Regions from separate parts of the Mus musculus genome. Here all the other regions are linked to region 3. A link is a contact called in public promoter capture Hi-C data. All regions are on one chromosome and are shown on one strand. The core of a region is the stretch at or near the end of the contact, and the rest is flanking DNA. Distances in the headings are between cores, read along the strand shown. Region 1 holds the start of Nrip1 (nuclear receptor interacting protein 1). Region 2 holds the start of Rbm11 (RNA binding motif protein 11). Region 3 holds the start of Btg3 (BTG anti-proliferation factor 3).

Evidence for each region. Promoter capture Hi-C pulls out the DNA fragments that hold promoters and counts their contacts.
Region 1: a contact with region 3 is called in a promoter capture Hi-C map of pre-B cells. The contact joins the promoter of Nrip1 here to the promoter of Btg3 in region 3. A contact is called at or near these places in 1 of 39 promoter capture datasets (pre-B cells), 1 of 484 Hi-C or Micro-C datasets (the G1E-ER4 cell line), 2 of 115 datasets of contacts at active chromatin or transcription factors (astrocytes and pro-B cells) and 1 of 9 other capture datasets (liver).
Region 2: a promoter capture Hi-C map of pre-B cells shows a contact between it and region 3, with 2.9 times the contacts expected there. The contact joins the promoter of Rbm11 here to the promoter of Btg3 in region 3. A contact is called at or near these places in 3 of 39 promoter capture datasets (hippocampal neurons, liver and pre-B cells).

What each region holds. Positions count from the first base shown.
Region 1 is chr16:76,371,452-76,376,103 of GRCm38.p6, reverse strand. It overlaps Nrip1 (nuclear receptor interacting protein 1), which reads left to right and starts at 3,055. Exons shown (of 4, transcript NM_173440.3): 1 at 3,055-3,232.
Region 2 is chr16:75,590,855-75,595,063 of GRCm38.p6, reverse strand. Rbm11 (RNA binding motif protein 11) reads right to left here and starts at 2,173. Exons shown (of 5, transcript NM_198302.2): 1 at 2,021-2,173. The coding sequence starts at 2,116.
Region 3 is chr16:78,375,298-78,379,792 of GRCm38.p6, reverse strand. Btg3 (BTG anti-proliferation factor 3) reads left to right here and starts at 2,983. Exons shown (of 5, transcript NM_009770.3): 1 at 2,983-3,192.

The DNA of each region.
Region 1 (4,652 bases), core at 1,806-4,305, 2.0 Mb after region 3:
ATGATTCCCCTTAGCCTGGACACTTGTATTTTTATAAATATAAAATTATTAAATACACAGTAGGAGCTGGGAGAGACCAGTCAGCATGTATGCGACTCCATTCCTGGGAACAGAGAAAAGTTGTGTGTATTTGTGTGGCTGTATGTGCTGTGCACACGTGCAGAGTTCAGAGGATAACTTTATGGAGCGTGTTTCCAAGGATCAGATTCAGGTAGCCAGGCTTATGCGCTAAGTGCTTTTACCTTTGAGCCATCTTACTGTCTCAGTACTGATTTTCTTTCTAACAGAAAGAATAAACTCAAAATGATCTTCTCACAATTAGCAATTCTACATAAGCTATGCAGTTCATTCAACACACGTGTGTTATCAAGAAGAGTCCAGGATTTTACTTATTACATTGGGTGGGGGTGGTCTGCTTTGGTATATCGTCTAATATATAGCTGTTGGAGTTTTAGCACTGATACTGGGCAAGCAGAACAAACGAGATTTAGCTTGCTGGGGCAATCTCGGAGATCTAAAACCTCCTTAAAAAGTGAGAATGTTTTTCAGAGTGACACTTGAGTGGGCTCAAATATCTGTCTCCACGTCTGTCACTGCAGCCCTCCATGGGAGCTTCACTCTCCTACAGGCCATTTATTACTTAGCTTACCTTTATATTAATTGTGACAAGCTATCTGGACTCTCAATGTGTTCCAGAGAAGAAACTGCCAATCAAAAGAGAAGGAAATGTTTGCCTACTGGTAAGAGAAGCTTGAAATACGGTGTGTGTGTGTGTGTGTGTGTGTGTGTGTGTGTGTGTGTGTGTGTTGCAGGGGCTTGAACCCATTGCCTTACACTCATTAGTATCTCTTTGCTTCATCCTTATCTCAGTTTTACAAAACTGGGTCTCCTTTTGGAACTTCATCCTTGCACTTGCTAAAACGTTCTAGAAGACCTCCACCTTCCCACTTCCTGTCTCAGCCTCCCAGTAGTTGGGATTACAGGCCAGTACCACCTTGGCTAAATGAAAGCATTTGTTGAATCTGCTATAGTCTACCACAACGATGCCTTTTAATAAAACTGACATTGAATTTAAAAAAATGGCACATTAAATTGGGATACATTTAGAATGTCTTTGTATAATATTTACAAAAAAAAAAAAAACTAAAGAGCTAATAAGTTACAATTATGCTGGTCATTTAATTTGCAATTATTTGCTTTTTGTCAATCCCGGATAAATGATGCCGGACAGGTAATGATGCCTGGGATTAATGCTGCCTTTACTAATTTGCTTTAAGCAGATTTTGAACTGCGGCATATGCGAGTGCTATGCTGTTACATGAGATTGACACTACCTTAGATGACAACAGATTGCATAGGTGAGTCACTAGGAGGACAGATAATAAGTATTTTAAAATGCACCATCATCGCCATTAAGGAAAATATTTCCTGCATGTGCTCAGGACTGTGCTAGAATATAGCTTTATTAAGAATTGATTTGAAAAATTGCCTTTACTTTAAAGATTGGGAAGATACCCCAGACGTTTTTCATTTGAAAAATCCGAAAAATAGCTATAGAGCTATTATATAACAGTAAAGAATACGGTTGGGTCACTTGGATAATTTTTGGTTTTGGTGTGCATCAATAACTGCTTCCAAATGCTACCGAAATTCTTAAGGATATGAAAACATATGAGAGTAGAAAGCTTCATCCACAAAATTGTCTTAGTAAGTATTTTAAGGCAGGGATAGCACTTCAGAGTTTAGGGTGAATCGAAGATGTACTTTAGCCTTTTTTTTTTTTTTTTAATGTCAAACAAAAACAACTTCTGCAACCACAAGTCTTCCCGCAGGTAATTCTTTTCATGACTAGAGTCAAAAACAAACGAGACAGAGACATCTGGGGTAGGGGGAGCGTTAAAAGGAGGCTTCACAAGTAAGATATGAAGGGAGTAGAGAGAATAGGTTTTAAAAGCAGAAAACACAAGGCGAGGAAGAGATCATGGTTTCTTATTTTTCTCTCCTCCCTCCACTTTCTCGCCTCACCAATCTGTTAGCCCACCTCAAATTTAGAGGCGGGTTCAGCGAGACCAGGCTGCAGGAAACCCAAGTTTCCCTGCATTGCCACCCTGGCTATATGATGTAATTGTTATTTATTGAGACTCTGAACCCAGCAAGAGCTGCTTTAAAGAAGTGACAGCCCATCTCCTAGTCCTGTTGGGTCAGATCCTTCCTGGGGGTGGTGCAGTTTGGCGGGCAGACCCTGCTGGAGACTTCGCAGTGACAAAGCAGCAGAAGAGAAACCAGGTTCCTGGGTCCTGCGTCCGTCTAGGGAGCTAGCTGTGCACTCCTCAGGTCTCCTTTCCAGTTTTCCGCTTGGAATCATGCCATATTTATCACTGGGTCCTACTAGGTGCTGAGCATGGGGTCAAAATGACCTAGAGTTATACAGCGCCGCAGCTTCCGGGATTTGAGCGGGACACAGATTTTAAGGAGGTGGAAATTGAGGGTGGGTAAAGGGCGCCAAAAGAACGCGTGTTTGTGGGGTGAAACGGGAGAAAGGGAGACACTTAAGGTGCCAGCACGTAGGCTGGGGAACCTGGGGTAGGATTAAGGTGCCCCGACGCCCCTGTGGTGCCCCCAGCGTTTGCCCCGGCACGGGTGACATGGGCGATCGCCTGGCCCCTAGCGGGGAATCTGTCCAGGCGGCTGGCTGGACGGGGCTGGGAAGCCAGGGCGCCGGCTCGGGAAGCACAGCACCCCCTCCTTCTCCGGGTCCAACCGCGTCCTCTCTCTGCCTTCAAGGCCGATCAGTCCCGGACCCCCACCCGGAGCACCGGCGAGGAGGCCTGCAGACGCCCGGTGGGCTCCCCGGCTCCGCCGAGCCTCCGGGTGCGCGCTCGGCCCGGGTGACAATGGGAGGGAGGGGCAGAAAAGGGTTAAGAAACTTGGCTGAAGAGCTGAATGGCGTGGAGCAGCGAGGGGAGGGACCCGGCCGCCGCGAAGTCGGCGGCGGAGGGAGGAGCGCGGCTGCGGCGGGCGGGCGGCGAGCGAGGCGCTCAAAGTCAGCCTCGCAGACATTGCAGCAGAGCCCCGAACTCGGGAGGCGACGGCGACCGCGGCGCAGGCGGAGGACGAGCCGGCCCCAGCCCGCCCGAGCGCAGCGCCCGTGGCCTCGCGCGGCCGCAGGGCACGGCTAACCTGGGAAGGAGGGAGCGACGCGGATCGGCGGCCCGGAGCCGCGGCGGCCTCGGTGAGTGGCAATCGCGGCCCGGGCTCCGTGCGGAGCTCGCGGGAGCGGACGCCGCGCCGCCCGGGCACGGCCTGGGTGCGCGGCCCGTGGAGGCGGCGGAGGCCGGGGGAGGCCCGCGGGGAGCTCCGGGAACACGGATCCCGGGGACAGCCCTCCGCCGCGCCCCGCTCCGGCTCTCCCCTGGAACTCGCGGGCCCGGCCGGCGCAGCCGCCAAGTTGTGGAGTTCCCAGCCGCGGGCTCGTCCGTGCCAGCCTTGGCGCGAGGGGCGCAGCCGCCCTGGGTGTTCTGCGCCGGGACCCACGCGGGTGGCCGGGTCGCGGGGCCCCGGTCGAGCTCGCCCGCCCAGCTGCCCCCGTTGGCCCCGAGCCCCGGGCGCTGGCTGCCGCGCCGCTCGGTCCTGCCGCCCAGCGGTGCTCTCGGTGGCGCCCGCGCTGCTCCCCGCCTATCGCTGCCGTCTCCCTTGCGCGGTGCTCGCCGATCCCCGGCCGGGAAAAGTGACTCGGAGAAGGGGCAGCACTGAGCCCCAGGCCCGGCCTGCTGGGCACGAGCTCCCCGCTTGCCGAGGGAGGGCGAGGCTCCTTGCACCCGAGGCCTCAGCCCAGTTCCCCCAGCATCCGAGAGGGGGTTCACTCGCATGAGCCTGGTAAAGTCCGGGGAGACCGCTCTCCTCTCTGGTGCCACTGTCCTCCTTTAATACTATTGTTGTTAGAAGAAACCCTCTAGCGTGCAAACATTCCCCAGACCCTCCTATCCCTTTCCAAAGTACTTTCCAAATTTTAATCAGGAGTTGATATTCAGACTGAAGGAACAAAGGAATCCACTGTGTTTAAAAGGCGGACAGGCAGAGAGTCTGACACATGTTGATCTCTAAGGCATTCCAGGAGTTTCTACCTTCCATCATGTCAGTAATTTAACTGGATTCTGGAGGTCGTAAACGAAAAACGGAACGTTAGGTAATTTCACGTTAAAATACTTTGTCGTCGTCGTTGTTGTTTTAATTAATGGGTCATTTTAGTTGGGGGAAAGTCCGGACATGATTAGGTGCAAGAACTTTTAACTCATTTTTTTGTGGCACCAGGCTGGAGTTTGTCTGCTCATGTAAGCTGATTGTGACACTGAAGGAAAACCGTGTTTTTAGAGAAAGAGAGACAGACTAAAAGTAAACCAAGATTGGCATGTCTGTCTGTCTGTCTGTGTCTGTGTATACGAATACATGCTTAAATGATGTGTGGTCTGTGTTTCTTGGGTTTTGTAAAGCAGGGGCTTTAGTAATTCTTTAAAGTTATGAATTACATTGAACCCGCTTATTAGTGAATCACAGGTTTAGCAAGTGGGCGGCATCTTCCAGATGCAATTATCCAGTGTTTAATCATCAGGTTGCCACCTTTGTCTAAGAGTGAAATAAGTCGACTTTTTAAA
Region 2 (4,209 bases), core at 924-3,423, 2.8 Mb after region 3:
ACATTTGAAACCACAACCACCATCTTCCCTCCCCATGTCTCCAGCCTAATACTTCTTGGTTAAAAAGACAAAAATATAAAAAAATATATATATTTGAGTATAAAAGGAGTATTCAGAAACTTGAAATAAATTATATTAATATAGTAATAAAAGTAAAATGATTTATTCTGCTTTCTAGGTTTTTTTTCTTCTATTAACATTAAGATTTACTTCTATACATATGCCAAAATTCTTATTTCCTGGGTGCTGGAGACTGAGCCTAGAATGTTAGGAATGCAAAGCTAGTGCTGACCACTGAGCAACACTCCCAGTTTTGCCGTATCATTTTCCAAAGTAAAATTCAACGGACTTTTCTGATATCAACAAAGTGATATTATATCACTTAAGCTTCTTTGAAAGTCAGTATGAGACATTTTCAGGGCAGCTGTCAAGTGGTTTGGGGGGTTTTGCTCTTGAATATGTTAAGTCTTTTAAATGATAATCTATGTTAGCAAATTCTCTCTGGGTAAAATGAAAACACAGGCTTACTGCTTGACCTGTTCCATGGAGCTTAAATTTTAATTAAGTGGGAAAAGGAAATCATGAAAAGAAATGAAGAAATACTGTATCTTGCCTTCTGTGTGTACACTACTGATTTGGACCTAGTACTTACTGACTAGAGAGCTGAGGTCTTAGGGGATTTGTAATCCCACAACCCCACTTTCCTCAGCCCTCCTCTACCCCACCCCCACTCCCCGGGGGTTCAGAAGCAATGATTTCTGGAGAGGCTGAAATTACTCCCCTTCCGAATAGTGAATTTCAAATCATATTGGGTCACAAAACAGATAATGGTGTTTATAGAGGGAATACTGTAAAGTGGCAATGGATAAAATAAAGATCTTATGTTTTCTTGTTTAGCATCTATGCGTGGCAAAGAGATTCCTTCCTTAAATTTAGAGATAAGTAAGTCCTTTAAAATTTAGGGGAAAAAAATCACTACTGGTACCCACAACCTCACTCTAGAAATGCATCTCTGTTATTGTGTCCCCGAGAATTTTCTCTTATTTTGAAAGCGGAAGTCACTGTGACTTTTTTTTTTCTTTTTAGTAGCAATGGTTCGCATTATTAGTAATAACAATAGCAGTCCTATTAGCAGCAGCAGCAACCAACAGCGCTGCCTGTAGCTGTTTCATAAAGAGAAGTGTATTTCTGGCAATCACATTGCATTTCAGAGACGATTAATTAGTCCCATTTTACATTTAAGTTCGAGACTCGGATACTGGCCTCACTGCAGACCGCTGTGTTCTCACTTTCAACAGGTTTTATTCTTTTTCCCCTTCCTTATTATTACCTGTCCCTTTTGCAGATACGCATAATCCGTGAAAAACAGTTTTGATTCCCCCTTTAGAGCCCCTTATCACCACTTTCGATTTGCTCTATAATTCTGAGTCATTAACCAATTAGATGAAGGGCTGAAGACAGCCGTCTCTGGCAAGAGGGACCCAGACGTGTGCTCTCCAGTTCTCAAAAAAGTCCTGAAGGTCCGAATATGAAATACAGTGTCATGACTAGGGAATCCATTAAGTTAGTCATGGTGAATTGACTGCCTAGCATTTCAGAAATCACTTGTATGATTCTACAACAACAACAACAAAATGCTCTCCCCATCCAAAGGCTTGGGAGAAAGGGTGACAGCTAGGGAAAGGTTTTCAAGAGAAGTATCTTTCTCGCAGGTGCCATTTTCTAGGTTGGACAGAAGGGTGCTTACTATCCCGTGAGGACAGTGACGGGGTTGTTTCGTGTTCCCGCAGCACATCCAGGGCCCGGAGAGGCTCCGGGAGTCCTGGCCTGGGGCTGCCAGGGTGGGGGGTGGGGGGTGGGAGGTCGTTGCCCACCCGGGGCTGCAGAGGAAGGAGAGTACGAGCCGCTCATCCCCGGCTGCACACTTGCGAGCCTAAGCGAGGGAAGGGAGAGCGGAGCTCCGGTGGGGCGGGGTCCCGGGGCTCCGCAGCCGCCGCCCGGCCTTCCCCGCGGACGGTACCTGAAGGAACAGCTCGTAAAGAATCTCTTCCCGCACTCGGGCCTCTAAATTGCCCACAAACACGGTCCTGTCAGCCTCCTCCTGAGCCGGGAACATCCCTGCGGTCCGCAGCCAGGGATGGAGGAGGTGCCGAAGCCCCGCCCCCCTCGCTCCGCTTTACTGCGCGGCTCCGCCTGGGCAGCGGAGCCCGAGGCGGGCGCGCGCCAGGGGCGGGGCGTGAAGTCACGCCCACCGTCCCGCGGGACCCGCCCACCACCTCGCAGCCCCGCCCTCCCTGACTAGAAAGACTGACTTACTGACCTGAGGGCATCAGTCGTCCACTTGGCACAGTGCTTCTACCTCTTTATGAACAAGATTAATGGGTGATTTTAGTTTGCTTTTTTTTTTTTTTAAGCAACGTTGGAAATACAATGACTAGGAAGTTGATATTCAGATTGACTAACTTCAGTATCGACGTGCCTAGGGGGAGATATAAAAAATTAATTTGCTTCCAAAGAGTTAAATTGGTAGATCAGTAACGCTGTGAAGTTAAGTTATAGCATGAAAAGAAATGTCTCCGTGTATGGCTACTGATACAAGAAAAGACTAAAATTAAAGTTTATTTAGCCTTTAAGTAATACCGAGATAGGTCTTTGAAATTTTTCTGTGGGCTCTGAAAAGGGCACTGAACTCAAGAAAACACTGTGTATAAATGAGTCATTAAAAAAAAAAAGTTCCCGAAAGGACCTTGGAATCACCCTGGAAAGATCATTCAGTAATGAGAACTTGATTTGGTCTTTGTTTGGTGGAGTAGTAGGAATTCATTTTGAATTCAGGAGATGTACTTCTGCTCGGTTGACTGATCAGAAAATTCCTCTCTCAAGAAATGGAAATGATTGAGAAACTCCCACAGAAATGTCCAACATCATGAGGAGATGCAAATGAAAACTACTTTAAGATTTCATCTTACCGCCGGCGGTGGTGGCGCATGCCTTCAATTCTAGCACTTGGGAGGCAGAAACGGGCAGATTTCTGAGTTCGAGGCAAGTCTGGTCTACAGAGTGAGTTCTAGGACAGCCAGGACTACACAGAGAAACCCTGTCTCGAAAAACAAATCATCTTACCCCAGTCAGAAGGGCCAAGATAAATAAGACAAGTAACAAAACATGGTGGCAAGGCTGTGGGTGAAGAACAACACTTATCCATTGCTTGTGGGAGTGACAACTGGTCCTGCCATTATGGACATCAGTGTGGTGGTTCCTTAGAAAGGTCTACCTCAAGGTCCAGCTATGTGACTCTTCAATATGTGCCCAAAGGATCCTACTACAGAGGCGTCCCTGTTTGTCGCTGCTCTATTCGTGATAAACAGAAATTGGAAACAGTCTAGATGTTCACGAATGGATGAACAGATAACGAAATTAACACAACGGAATATTATTCAGCTGTGAAAAAAAATGAAACTAGGGGGAATTTCAGGTAAATAGATGTAACTAGAGGCAATTATCCTGAGTGAGGTAACCCGTACACAGAAGGCAAATTAGATACTGTGTGTTTTCTCTTATATGTGCCTGTGAGCTTTCAAGCTAAGAGTCAGGCTAGTAAGGGAACAGTAGAGAAGAAAGGATTTTACAAGGAAGGGGGAGTAGAATGTAGTGTTATCTGGTGAGATGGCTCAGCAGGTAAGAGCACTGACTGTTCTTCGGGAGGTCATGAGTTCAAATCTCAGCAACCACATGGTGGCTCACAACCATCCTTAATGAGAAACAAATAAAAAACCCTATAGGCCAGAGCGAGCAGTGCTGGAGTGAAAGGGAAGTGGGGAAAAGGGGGGAAAAAGAATGTAGTGTTATTAAGAGGTAAAGAAAAAGCCAGAATAGGGAAAGGCAAGAGAGCAGGGCAAAGGAGCATATAATTGAGGGGTAACTAACAGCTAACACCAACTGAGAAACCACCTAACAACCTACTACTGTAGGACCTTGCTAACCCTTTTTCACATATGTGAAATGAATTTAAATTGTCACCAAATGACAGGTGAGACAATGCTTCACCTAGACGTCTCATGTCACCAAGTAACCTTCCCCCCCCCCCCCATATAGGGATGGATTGCAGGTTTTGGAGTCATTGAGCAAAGGGGTTTCCACATCTCCCCCCCCCCCCAAAAAAAAAAATCACAGGCTTTTACCAAGTTTATTGATTTCTCACCACAGCTT
Region 3 (4,495 bases), core at 1,734-4,233:
TGTATATGCAACAGAGGATGGCCTTATCGGGCATCGATGGGAGGAGAGGCCCTTGGTCCTGTAGAGGTTTGTTGCCCCATCTAAGAGGGATGCTGGAGGGGTTAGCCAGGAGTGGATGGGTGGGCAGGGGAGCACCCTCTTAGAGGCAAAGAGGAGGGAGAATAGGGAAGGGGTTTGAGGAGGGAAGAATGGGAAGGGGGACAACAGGTGAAATGCAAATAAAATAATTAATAAAAAAATAAATAAAAATGTGCCTTAAGGCCTTAAAATAGAAATCTTAGATATAAATTTCAGACTCAAATGCTAATTTCAATTATTGATGACTTCCAGAATGATGATGGCCTTATAGATCTTGAGATTTCCATGTGCCATAACCACTCACACCAATTCTTAAAGCTCCTCTCTCCCCTCTTTCTTTATATGTATGTATGCATGCATGATATGTACCTGTAGGCTAAACTCACTGAGAGAACTCAGACTCTGTCATGAATTGGAAAATAGGTGAGTCCTGTTGAAGAAGCCAAAGAACTACCTCTCCTGTCAGAAAGGGAAAATTGCTCTTAACCACGGAGCCATCTTGACAGCCTCCATGGACAAGTTTTGCAAAGCGTGAAAGGAGTTACAATGTGGGAGCAAAGTAAATGAGAGAGGGCAGAGGTGTTTCAGATTTGTGCAGTCTTACTGAATGTGTGAGATTTCAGGGGTTTTCACCTTTGGTTTAGTTTTTTTAGCTATGGTACTGTTGTCTGAACCACAGTGTTATATATAACCATAGATTAATAATGATTAATTATTATCACAGGGATCCTAACTGGGCATGCGAGCCATCTTAATTCACTGAGCCATCACAGTGTGGTGGCAGCACACGCTTTTAATCCCAGCATTGAGAAGCAGAGGCAGGCAGATCTCAATGAGTTTCGAAGCCAGACTGATCTACAGAGTGAATTCCAGCACAGCCAGGGCTACACAGAGAAACCCTATCTCAAAAAAAGCAAACAAAGAAAAAAATTACATAGAACATTAGTCATGAGATTTTGAAATTTCCTGGCAGTTAAAAATGTTTGTAACTACCTATTTTGTGAAACTGTAGAGTTAAGAGCTGTTAGCAGTAAAACAACGTCAATGTGATTATTTGTTTTAAACGAAAGCACATCTCCGGGAATAGTCCCACGGATGTATATGACAGCACCCCCTTTAAATTGAGAAATAGCTTTAGTTTCACAATAGTAGAAGTGCTTCTCACAAAATAGAGGCATAGCACACTAGTTTTATAATGGTTTGAGGGTTTTATACTTCTGGTAAAAAATTATTATTTTTGAGGCTCACAAGGCTATAATCACCAACATAGTCTAAATAAAGCTTTAACAATTAGTTCTTGGAATGAATTTATGAAATTCCTAGGCAAATGGATGGACCTGGAGGGCATCATCCTGAGTGAGGTAACCCAATCACAAAAGAACTCACATGATATGTACTCACTGATAAGTGGATATTAGCCCAGAAACTTAGAATACCCAAGATACAAGATACAATTTGCAAAACACATGAAACTCAAGAAGAACGAAGACGAAAGTGTGGACACTTTGCTCTTTCTTAGAATTGGGACCAAAACACCCATGGAAGGAGTTACAGAGACAAAGTTTGGAGCTGAGACGAAAGGATGGACCATCTAGAGACTGCCATACCCGGGGATCCATCCCATAATCAGCCTCCAAACGCAGACACCATTGCATACACTAGGAAGATGTTGCTGAAAGGACCCTGATATAGCTGTCTCTTGCGAGGCTATGCCCCGGCCTAGCAAACACAGAAGTGGAGGCTCACAGTCAGCTATTGGATGGATCACAGGGCTCCCAATGGAGGAGCTAGAGAAAGTACCCAAGGAGCTAAAGGGATCTGCAACCCTATAGGTGGAACAATATGAACTAACCAGGAGCCCCCCACCCCCCACCCCTCAGCTGGTCTCTAGCTGCATATGTAGCAGAAGATGACCTAGTCGGCCATCACTGGAAAGAGAAAGAGTCTTGCAAACTTTATATGCCTCTGTACAGGGGAACACCAGGGCCAAGAAGTGGGAGTGGGGGGAGGGAGGGTTTGGGGGACTTATGGGGTAGCATTGGAAATGTAAATGAAGAAAATAAGTAATGAAAAAAAAAACAATGGTAATCTGCATTTTTAAATTCTCTTTTAATGAGTGTCTTGTGTTTTTCCGGCCTGTCTGACTTATCAGCTGCTTTCACAACACTAACACCTAGCTGCCAGTTCAGCCTAAGGGACGGAAAGATGGGCCTTTCTTCGGAAAGTTTATCTTCCCTCTTCTTATGTGTTTAGTCAAGGCTTAAAAGCTACCCCTCCCCCCCAAGTCCTTGAGTTAGAAGTATCTGAGAAATACAAAGCCTGGCCACTCCACTCATCCATTGGGCCATCAGTGCTGGCAGAGACACCCCGTACTCAACAGGAGGCTGCCACGGTCACATGGAGGCACGAGCTCTGCCAGCCAAGTGTCCAGGTAAGAGTTTTACCCAAGCCATCTCACGTACAGGGAGGCAGCTAGTGACCTCACGACCGGAGGGACTTGGCAAGCCCTCAGTGCCAAGCTCCCCTCCGCAGCCGCTTCGTGCAGAGGTGGGTAGGAGGGGGAGAGCCCATCAAAGCAGAATCCGGATTGAACTTGCCCTCAGGCAGCAGAGAGGCGGGCGGATCCAAGGGAGAGAGCCCCGCGTGGGGAGGAGTGGCCGAAGAGCCAAGAGGAAGCGTCCTGCCCACCCCACTGAGGGAGGCAAGGCCCTCGGGGCTCGCGCAGGAGGCACTGCGACCTCGTGCCAGCACGGCCGTCGGAGCCCAGGCTCTGCGCGCGGCCGGAGGCAGGAGCCGGCCACGCGCACCGGTGGAGGGGGGCGGGCCCGAGGGAAGCCCCGCCCCCAGGGCGCGCGGATTGGTTCTTCGCGGCGCCGGGCCTCTCCTAGTCATCGCCCCTCCCTTCTTCCGGGCCTCGAGCCCCCCGTGGGCCGCGTCGGGACTGCGTTCGCCCTGTCGGCCGCGCGCTCCGCCGCCCGCCAGTCTGGTCGGCGCGCGCTCAGCGGCGGCGGCGGCGGCCCGACGACGCAGCAGCGGCGCTCGCGCTCGGCTCCCCGGCCACGGGACGCGGTCGCACCCGGCGAGGGTGCAGCCCCCGGAGCGGCGGCGGCGGCGGTGAGGAGAGCCCGCCGGGGGTCGGAGTCGGGGACGCGGTGGCAGTGAGGAGGGCAGGCCTGGCATAAGGGGACGCGGCGGGGACCCCCGGGCATCGCGGCGGAGGGAGGTTGGGACGCGCCCGCCGCCACGTCGAAAGCGGAGCGGCCGAGGGATGCGCGGCGCGGAGGGGAGCGGCGGCGGGTCCTCGGTGGGGTTGGGACGCCTCCTCCGGCGCGTGCCACGTCGCCTGCCGCCCCCGGGGAGGCGACAGCGGGCGGGCAGGGGCAAGCCGGTTTGTTTGCACAGGTTAGACGCGGCGCGCAGGCCGTCCACTCGGAGCGCGTGGGGGGCTCTCTCCACCCGCGCCGGGCTGGGAGGGGAGCCCGATCCGGCTGCATCTGGATCCCGCTGGCCAAAGCCGCCCGGGGCGGTCAGGGCCTCTCGGCGCGACCACGCTTGCCGTCCCCTCCACCTCGGCAGCGTCCACCTGGAGAAGTTGTGGTTTCTAGAAACTGCGAGTGGCTTTTTCGTTACTGGGGAGGGGTTGGGGGGGGTGGGGGGTGGGGAGACTGCAAAGTTAGAAACTCCTAGAAGGCCGAGCTCGTGGAACAAAGTAGAACTTGAGGAGCAGCCGCCGCGGTGACGACGTCCTGGGGTGACGTCACCAAGCGGTGTTTAAAATGGGAGCTTTGGGGGACAGTGTGGGTGGCACTAGGCGCCTAAGGTCTAATCCCCCACCCCCGGTCCCCGGTGGTATTCACACCCCCCACACACCCTCCCCCGAGGTTTAGACCTTTCTCTGTGCCTTTGGTACTTCTGGAACACTGATAAGAGGGGGTTAATTCTTAAGCTATTCCATTCCTTCAAACAGAAAAATAAATAAGTCCGTATGACTCATCTTCTGTTACAAACCAAAAAGCAACCGCTAAGTGGTTCTTTCCTTCCTTAATTTTATTTTATTTATTTATTTTTTTTAATATGAAGTTGAGGAAACAAAAAGCAAATCCCCCAAACTGTTAGGTAGCACGTACTGGCCCAGTTGGTGAATGAGAGGGGTCTAGGAATCATTACATTTCTCTAGTGTGAGTCTTCTATCTTGTTTGGAGTGGAGCGTATGCGGCTCCATCTGCGACATCCTCGCCCAAGTTGTGTATTCAGTTTCAGTGGGTTTTGCTGGTCCATCACAAGGTGCTATACATGAAGTATAAAGGAAGCTTCGGAGAGCGGAAGAGGCCTCACACTGCAGGAGGAGGGAGGTGGCACAGCAGTTGTAGTAGACTGAAGTTCTATGTGCCCACCACTGGTGTGTGAGGATTCTATC